Regions from separate parts of the Mus musculus genome. Here region 1 is linked to region 2. A link is a contact called in public HiChIP or PLAC-seq data. All regions are on one chromosome and are shown on one strand. The core of a region is the stretch at or near the end of the contact, and the rest is flanking DNA. Distances in the headings are between cores, read along the strand shown.

Region 1 (4,106 bases), core at 100-2,599, 39 kb after region 2:
CTCTCCTCAAGAACTGCATTAAAGGTGAGTGTTTTTCTATGTCAAAGGTCTGGATTAGAAGTGGATTCACCCACCTCCAACCAAGAAAAAAAAAAAAACAAACAAAAACAAAAACCTCTCACAGGTGTGAACTCCATTTCTGGATTGTAGTTCATTTCAGATGTGGCCATGTTTACCCAAGAACAGCTGTCACATCTGGATTCCTTGGAGCCCTAATAGAACAATGGGCTTTGCTGGGATATGCCCATAGACATTGAGACTGTGTCTAACACAAGTTATGTTCTTGTGCCTGTGAACAGGGAAGCAAGTAGTATGAAAGTGGGGACCTCTGGAAGGTGGGGCAGGAGGCAGGCACTGAAGATTACTATCACTCTGAGAGGTCTGCTGTGGCTGTCTTGCTGTTTCTTTTCATGTGCTTTACTCTTAGAAACCTTTGATGCAATTGAAAAACATCTCAAGTTCTCTCCTCTCCTGTTTCAATTTCACATTCTGTTTTACTTTGGTTTTGTTGAGAAGAGGGAAGGACTCACTGTGTGGCTTTGCATTTCTGATCTTCCTGCCTTTGCATCCCAATGGCTGGAATTAAGGGTTGTTGGTGTCCAGTACCATGGCTAACATTTTTATTTGTTTGTTTGTTTTCATTTAAAATCTCAAACCTTTCTTCTCCTACCTATCCTTATTTGTTTTGAGTAGGCTTTTATCTTTGGCTTCTTTCTCTTCTTCTAAGTCTTCATAACCATTTTATTCTGTGGCTTACTTTTTTATGGAAACTTCTTAAGATCTATTTCATTTTTTAAAGATATGGTTGCATGCATGTGTTTTGGTTTGCTTTCTACTGTTGTGATAAAACAATATGTCTAAGATCAACTTGAGGAGGGGGCGGTTCTTTGTGATAGACTGTGGTCTCAGTCAGTATATCATAGAGAGAAGCCAACCAAGGAACTCAAGCAAGACAGGAACCTGGAAGCAGGAATTGAAGCAGAAGCCACAGATGAATGCTGCTTATAGACTTGCTCCCTTTGGCTTTCTCTGTTTGCTTTTTATATACCCCAGGTCCACCTACCCAGAGATGACATGTCCCACAGTGGGCAGAGACCTCCCACATCAACCATCATCCAATGAAATGACCACAGACCAATCTGAAGAAGGGAGTTCCTCTTCCCAGATGATTCCAGCTCTTCAAATTGACAAAAGCAAAACAAAACAAAACAGAACAAAAACTAACAAGAGTGAATGTCTGTGCACATGACTGTATGTCCTAGAGGAAACCAGTTACATATGGTTAGGATCCTGCCTGCTAAACATGAACTCAGGTCTCTCTGCAAGAGCAAATGTATGCTTTTTAAACATTGAGTCATCTCTCCGGTATTCTGTGGTTTTAATTATCAACTGCTTGAAGTTGATTCTCAAATCCATTGCTGCAGGCCACCTCGCATTCCTTCTTTAGATCCATCCTCTCGTCACTAGAATCTAGTGAGACTTCAACTTGCTGTGACTACAGTTAGAGTAGTGACTTAAATTGTCTTTTTGTCATAGTATACACTGAACATGAGTGTTTTAGAAACATTAATTCTTCCATTTTTGACCTGTATTCAAATAGGAGCATCTTGCTGTTATTTAAATTTTATCTCCAGTAAACAAAAAGCTAGACATTGCATAATAATTAGAATAACATGCTAGAAAGTGACAATTTACAGATTTTTGTTCTTTGCTGCTGAGCCTTTTTTAAAAAGACTGTCTAACTAACTCTCTGGGTAGCCCAGGATCTACCACCCAGATTACAGGTGTGTGCCACTGAATAAAGCACAGCTGAGTCTTTTTATAGCTAACATTCCTAATTGATGATTATGATGAAGACCCAATTAACACATGGTAAATCATTTCACAGTCCATGAACAATTAAGGTAAGCACAAAAAAAATATGTGCTGTTCTTGTATAATTTTGCACATATATTCTATAGCTGTGATATGAACATTACGTTTGATTACTAACAAATTGCAACATATAAGGTGTCACCTCTTTCTAGGAGATTCTAATGAATTAAGTGATTTAATTTAATGCGGCATACAAACAGCAGTCTCGTATATAAAATATATCTACTTCAACTCCAAAGCCAATATCACACTGTGATGGGAGCTGTTAGAGATATCCTGTTAATATCAGGAAAGGTGCCCCAGCGGTGGCACCGGATGCCTTTAATCTCAGCATTTGGGAGGCAGAAGCAGGAAGATCTTTGAGTTCAAGACCAGCCTGATCTACAGAGAGAATTCCAGGACAGCTAGGGATACACAGAGAAACTCTGTCTTGAAAAACAAAACAAAACAAAACAATGAGGAGAGGTGTAAAAATATCTACTATCTTTCTTACTCAACACTGTACTGGGTGAGGCATCAATCTCACCTAGAAACGAGAAGAAATGCTAAGTGTTACAATCATAAAGTGCCAAGTGCAGGAAGCATAACTGCTGTCCTAATGCCTAGGCTGCAGCTAGAGGCTCAGGAATTTGATGCTAACCTGGGCTACACTATGAGATCATGTCTTTAAAAAAAGATAGAGCTAGGTGTAGTGGTGAAATCCTTTCAGGAAGATTTCTGTTCGTTCAAGGCCAGCCGGGGCTACAAAGTGAGGCCATCTCAAGACAAACATAAAAGAAGCATTTAAAATTGGAGATAAGATTAATTTTATTAAAATGCTGATCAGATTATTGGTAAACATGGGGGAGAAAAAGAAAAACTAAATGTGGATCTGTACCTTCTAACATTAAACAATTCCATTTAGCCTAAATATTTACATGAAAAAAAAAGAAAAGAAAAGAAAAGAAAAGAAAAGAAAAGAAAAGAAAAAAAAATGGTAGGGGCTGGAGAGATGGCTCAGAGGTCAAGAGCACTGATTGCTCTTCCAGAGTATCTGGGTTCAATTCCTAGCACCCTCTTGGTGGCTAACAACCATTTGTAACTCCATTCCCATAGGGGTTCTAGCACCCTCTTCTGGACTCTGAAGATACACATGTAGTACATATATGTGTAGGCAAAATGCCCATACACATAAAACAAAAATAAATAGATGGAAAGAGAGAAACTGTAACTAAGCATGGTGGCTCACATTTAAAATCCTGGAGGCTTGGAAGTTCTAGGCCATCACTGGAGCTACAAAGAAAGCTTGAAGCCAGCTTGTGCTACATGAGACCTTACTTCAAGTCCCTTTTCTCAAAAGGAGGGATGGTAGGTATTTAGGTCCATGGTAGAAGACTTGTCCTGGGCTTCATCACCAACATTGGGAGATGAGAGCCAAAGGCAAACTGGAAAAAATATTTGTTATGCATACCATAGGCAAATGGTATTCTTTGTAACTGAAAGAGGGTTTTTACATATCAAGCAAAACAAACACCAATGGTGGGGGTGTCTGGAGAAGGAAGTAAAAGGAGGATTAGGGGTGAATACGACCAGATACAAGATAGGAATATGTATGTATGTATGTACGTATGTATGTATGTATACTCACACATGTATGTAAGAACAAATAATGAAAAAAGAAGCTATAAATTTGAGAGTAAGGTGAGATATATGGGAGGGCTTGAAGAAAGGAAGGGAAAGGGAAAAATAATTATAATCTATTAATTATAGTCAGAAAAATTTTTTAAAAATTCAAAATGGATTTCCTCAGGAATATCTGATTTCACAGCCTCGATTTGCATGCTCTTCTCTTCAGTACCAACAATCAGACTCAGGGATTCACCAATGTCTGGCACCTCCAACTGAGCCACACCCCCAGTCCTAATCATTTACCTGAATTACGGAACCTCACCCATTTTAGATTGTAAGATTCTGTTCCCTTTATTTTATTGTGTCCTATTTAAAAAACGTGGAGTTAGCCTGCTCTCCTGAGTCCTGACTCAGAAAGTTGTAAGCTTTTGGTTTTCTTCTCTTTTGTCTGTCTGAAGCCTTCTGGAGGTGCAGATCAGAACCCAAGTACACTCTGAGTTGTCACTTGCTCTGGGCTTCTTTGCTGTTTTAGATGCCAGGTAAATACTGGTCAGCCATGTGGTTTTACCTCTGTGGCTAATTCAAAGGGCATGGCGCTCTCTCTCTCTGTCTCTCTCTCTGTC
Region 2 (3,932 bases), core at 708-3,207:
GCCGGGGCCCCGCGATTGTTTCCTCCCGGAGCAAAGACATTTTTTATCAAGTCTCTTTTGTATTCGAGCCCTACCTCTTTTTGGCCTAGGGAAGCTTTCGTGCAAGTGGAAGACGACTTTCTCCACAAAGTGCTGAATGTTACTGTGCTCCGGGCCGCGCACGAACACCATCCAGTCGTGGGTGAAGCCCTCCACTGTGGGTTTCTTCCTCACCTGGGCGCGGTGCCCCAGCTCCAGCTTCACCTGCACGGCACACTGCGGGCAGGGGGAGGAGAGACAGCCGTGAACAACAGGAAGGCGACCGTTCGCTGCTCAACATTGCGCCTGACATTTTTTTCCCTCCTCCTTGAAACGCACATAAAAGGAAACGGCAGTGCCCTCTCCATCCACGTTTCACGCGCGTGGGCGCGCACACCCCACACCCCCAGATACACCGGGCCGGGCCGCAGGGGCCCCCGGCGCCGCTACACAGCGGCCGGGATTGTAACGGAATGTTACCCCTAGTCGCGAAGGGGGTCGGGGAAAGGGGAGAACACGACCACCACGGCAAGCACGACAACAAACGCGTCGGTAACAAATTAGGAGACAATCAGGAGGGGATGCTGGGGCGCTTTCCCGGCGTGGGAGGGGAGGTGGCTGAGATAGGGGACCGGGGTTTCTAGCGAGCCCCCTCCCCGAAAGTACCGCGGCGACAGGCACACGCCGAGGAAGTCTTTGTGTACGTGTATGTGTGCGTGCGTGTGGAGCGCGGTGCCAGGCGGAATGGAAACTACAGGCAGCCTCTGCTAATGGGCACAAACTCCCGTGTTCTTTCTTACCACGGGGTTCGTGCACAAGAATGAAACGTCGTCACACATACACTCACTCACGCCCGCACGAAAACACGCCAAGGCATCCCCAACTCAAAGCACCCCGCACCCCTCGGCGAACAGCCCCCCACGACCAGCAAGGCCAGCCCAACAGAGCCAACGCTGCACACTTTCAAGAGCCAAAGTGGTCGCAAACTCCCTCCAGCCTCCCCCCACCCGCCCCCCCAGCGAAAGCCACAAAACGCAGAAAGGCAGGGCTACTGGCGGACCGCCGCGGAGCCCCGGTCGCGCACACCGGCCGCTGGGGCAAAGTTGCGAGCAGCCCCGCCGCTGTCAGCCCGCACACTCGGGCTCACGCGCGCGCCGCGGAGAACGCACCATCGTGGCGGCCGCGGCGCTCGGCGGAGGTGCGGCCGCAGAGGCTGCTCGCCGCGTCCCCGGACCGTGCCCGCAGCTCCCGGCGGCGGCGGCGGCTGAAATATGGCTGAGTTATTATTCGCCTCCTTCCACCGGGTGTGAGTGTGTGTGTGCGCGTGTGTGAGCCAGAGGGAGTGTGAGTGCGCTTCTTGCGATTGCAAAGAGGCGAGGCGGGCGGGAGGCGCGGGGGGGGGGGTGGCGGTGGCGGTGGCGGCGAGTGTGCGAGTGTGTGCGCGCGCGCCGGGGGGGGGGGGGGTGGGGAGGAGGGAGAGGCGGCAGCTCCCCGCGAGCAAAACCAACCTTTCTCTAATTGGAACCGCGGAGCGCTGGCGCTGTCTGGGCTGCGGCGGCGCGGGGCGGAGGAGGAGAGGGAGGGGGGCTTTTATTATTTTTTTTGCATGTACTTACCGAGCTAGCCATGCCTGGGGGCCCGGAGGTTTGCCGGGGTGTTGTGTGGTACCCCCCCTCCCCCGCCCCCTTCAGCTGTAATTCATGAAGAGGCTGCTATGAATGAGAGCGCGCCCGGGAGCTGAGGGTAGATGGCGGACATGCTCTGCCTTGGCCCCCACCCCACCCCGTGCTCGCTCTCTCGCTCGCTTATTAAACTCAGCCCCAAAAGCAAAAGCAGCAGCAGCAGCAGCAGCAGCAGCTCCGGGGCCAGAGGATGAGTCCGGAGCATGCGCCGTGGCGCCTGACACCCGGGCTTCGAGCCTCTAGGGGCGGAGGGAGGGCGTGCGGGCGGGGCGGAGCGCGCGGGGAGGCCGAGCGACCGAGCCAGGGGGAGCTCGAAAGAGCCAATCAGCGGCCGCCTCCCCGAAACCCCGGCGGCCCGCAGCGCCACACTGGAACGCCTCGCTTAAAGTAACAGGTTCCTGATGGGGGAGGGGGGAGGAAATGGAGGGAGGGGGCCCGGCACTGGGAGAGCGGCCAGCTGGGGAGCCATCCCGGCCCCTGTGCAAACTCCGTTCTCCCTACAATAAAAAACGGATTAAAACTGCTGGAATGTGGCCACTGCCTGGAGCCCCCCAGCCGCAGGAGAAGGGGTTGTTAAATCAAGTCTTTGGCGGTAGTGAGCACGTTTGGGAAGGGGGAGCGGGCTTGTTTTTACTTTCCACCATGGATTTTTGCGGGTTTGTGCTGAAATCGCAAGAACGCACACCCAAACAAACTTATTTAAACAGAGAGCAAGAGAAATCCACGCTACCAAAGAAAAAAAAGAAGGGGGAAAAAAGCCTCCTGATAGCAATCTCTGGGACTGAACAGCCCCCAGCAACCTTAAATCCCTTTCCCTATCTACTCCGAGCCACCAACCTACCCCGCCCTCCCACCGTCGCCACTGAAAACTTTAAAAAAGAAAAAGAAAAAAAAAGAAAAGAAAAAAAGAAATGAACGCGAAACAAGAATGCCATTTCCTTCCTAGGAAACGCCTCCCGCCTCGGTGTTCCCGGGCTGAGAACCGTGCCCAGGTGGAGGCGGGACACCTGGGAGTGCCCGTCGCAGAGCCTTAGGGAACCCGCTTCCCAGTTGTTTGCTTCAGGAGGCTTCCCCCTCGCTGACAACCTGCTGGGTTGCATCAGGGTCTGCCCTCTCTCTAAGGGCGCGCCAGACTACTGGGAACCTTAAAATAGATAAAGTTAATACTGACTATAATGTGCATAAATTGGATTATAATCTTTAGGCATATTGGTGACAGCCAACATAATCCATCTCTGGGTATTAATCCATTTAGGCTCCCGGGTGACAACCCCTCGCAGAAGTGTTCTAGAGTTGCTCTTCTACAAATGCTCCATCTCCGATTGTAGTTTGTCTCAGTGGCCACGGGTAGAATATCAAGCCATACGTGAAGCGAAAAAAGAAGAAGAAGAAGAAGAAAGAAAAAAAAAAGAGTTACTAGCTTCCTCTAGAAACACAGACAACCTTTAAAAAGGAAACGGATAAGATCTAGACGATATACGAAAATGAAAGATGGGTGTGACTTTTGTTTCGTTAAAGTTCTTGTACCTCTCTGGCTCTTAACTCCTTTTTTGAACTGGTTTGGGGTGGTGGCTGTTTTCCAGAGTTTATCTTTTGTTCACCATCTTTTTTTCTCCAGATTGCCAACTTCTTTTCTCCCTGTGTTTTTTGTCTCTCTTCCTCTTTCTGACTCAACTTTATTGCTTTCTTCTTTTCCTCTCGCCGGGAGACCATGAAAGCACAACTCGGCCCTTGCATTGAACACTTGAGAATAACGGGAAGGAGGTTTCCTGGAGCGTCCCAGGTTCTCCATGACCACGTTCAGTTTTTCCCACTGCTCACAAAGTAGATGATGGGGATTAGACAGGACCAGGTCCAGCCAAGTTCAAAGCAGCACGTTTCCAACTCGAGTAGTGTGATTCTCCTAAAACTGGTACACCCATCCTCCAGGATTCAGCCCAGAAGTGGGGAAACTTGAACAGAAGTCCAAGGACATATTTCCCAACCAAGTCTGTAAGAGTATGTCATCTTGTATGCATGTGTGTTTGTGTAAGCGCTAAGTTAGACAGAACTGCTGTGTGTGGGATATAAGCAAGGGATGACTATCTACTGTGCATTCTTACACCGTTTATCAAATAATCAAATTGCAGAGAACTATTTTGGAATGAAGAAGTTGAAAACTGAAGATTATGTGAATGTTTTTAGTAACTGAAAGGTGACCATTCCGCGTTTGCACTGATTCCAGAGTTGGTC

Evidence for each region. HiChIP or PLAC-seq counts read pairs in DNA pulled down with a chosen protein or histone mark.
Region 1: an HNF4G HiChIP or PLAC-seq map of pancreatic cancer cells shows a contact between it and region 2. The contact joins the enhancer-like site here to the promoter of Mllt3 in region 2. A contact is called at or near these places in 12 of 39 promoter capture datasets (the 3T3-L1 cell line, 3T3-L1-derived adipocytes, the C10 cell line and 8 more), 1 of 15 datasets of contacts at CTCF or cohesin (CD8 T cells), 19 of 484 Hi-C or Micro-C datasets (the C2C12 cell line, the G1E-ER4 cell line, LSK cells and 15 more), 6 of 115 datasets of contacts at active chromatin or transcription factors (CD8 T cells, the SCID.adh cell line, bone marrow-derived macrophages and 3 more) and 1 of 9 other capture datasets (liver).

Annotation. Positions count from the first base shown.
Region 1 is chr4:88,070,697-88,074,802 of GRCm38.p6, forward strand. No RefSeq gene overlaps it. Among named protein-coding and RNA genes, the nearest start is that of Focad, 22 kb to the right of the region's middle. Within about 2 kb of position 1,350, at least 12 of the 459 cell types and tissues checked have an H3K27ac peak or open chromatin away from gene starts, as enhancers often do. A contact at or near this core is called in CD8 T cells and pancreatic cancer cells, where this site is marked.
Region 2 is chr4:88,031,450-88,035,381 of GRCm38.p6, forward strand. It overlaps Mllt3 (myeloid/lymphoid or mixed-lineage leukemia; translocated to, 3), which reads right to left and starts at 1,958. Exons shown (of 11, transcript NM_027326.3): 1 at 1,635-1,958; 2 at 75-255. The coding sequence starts at 1,646.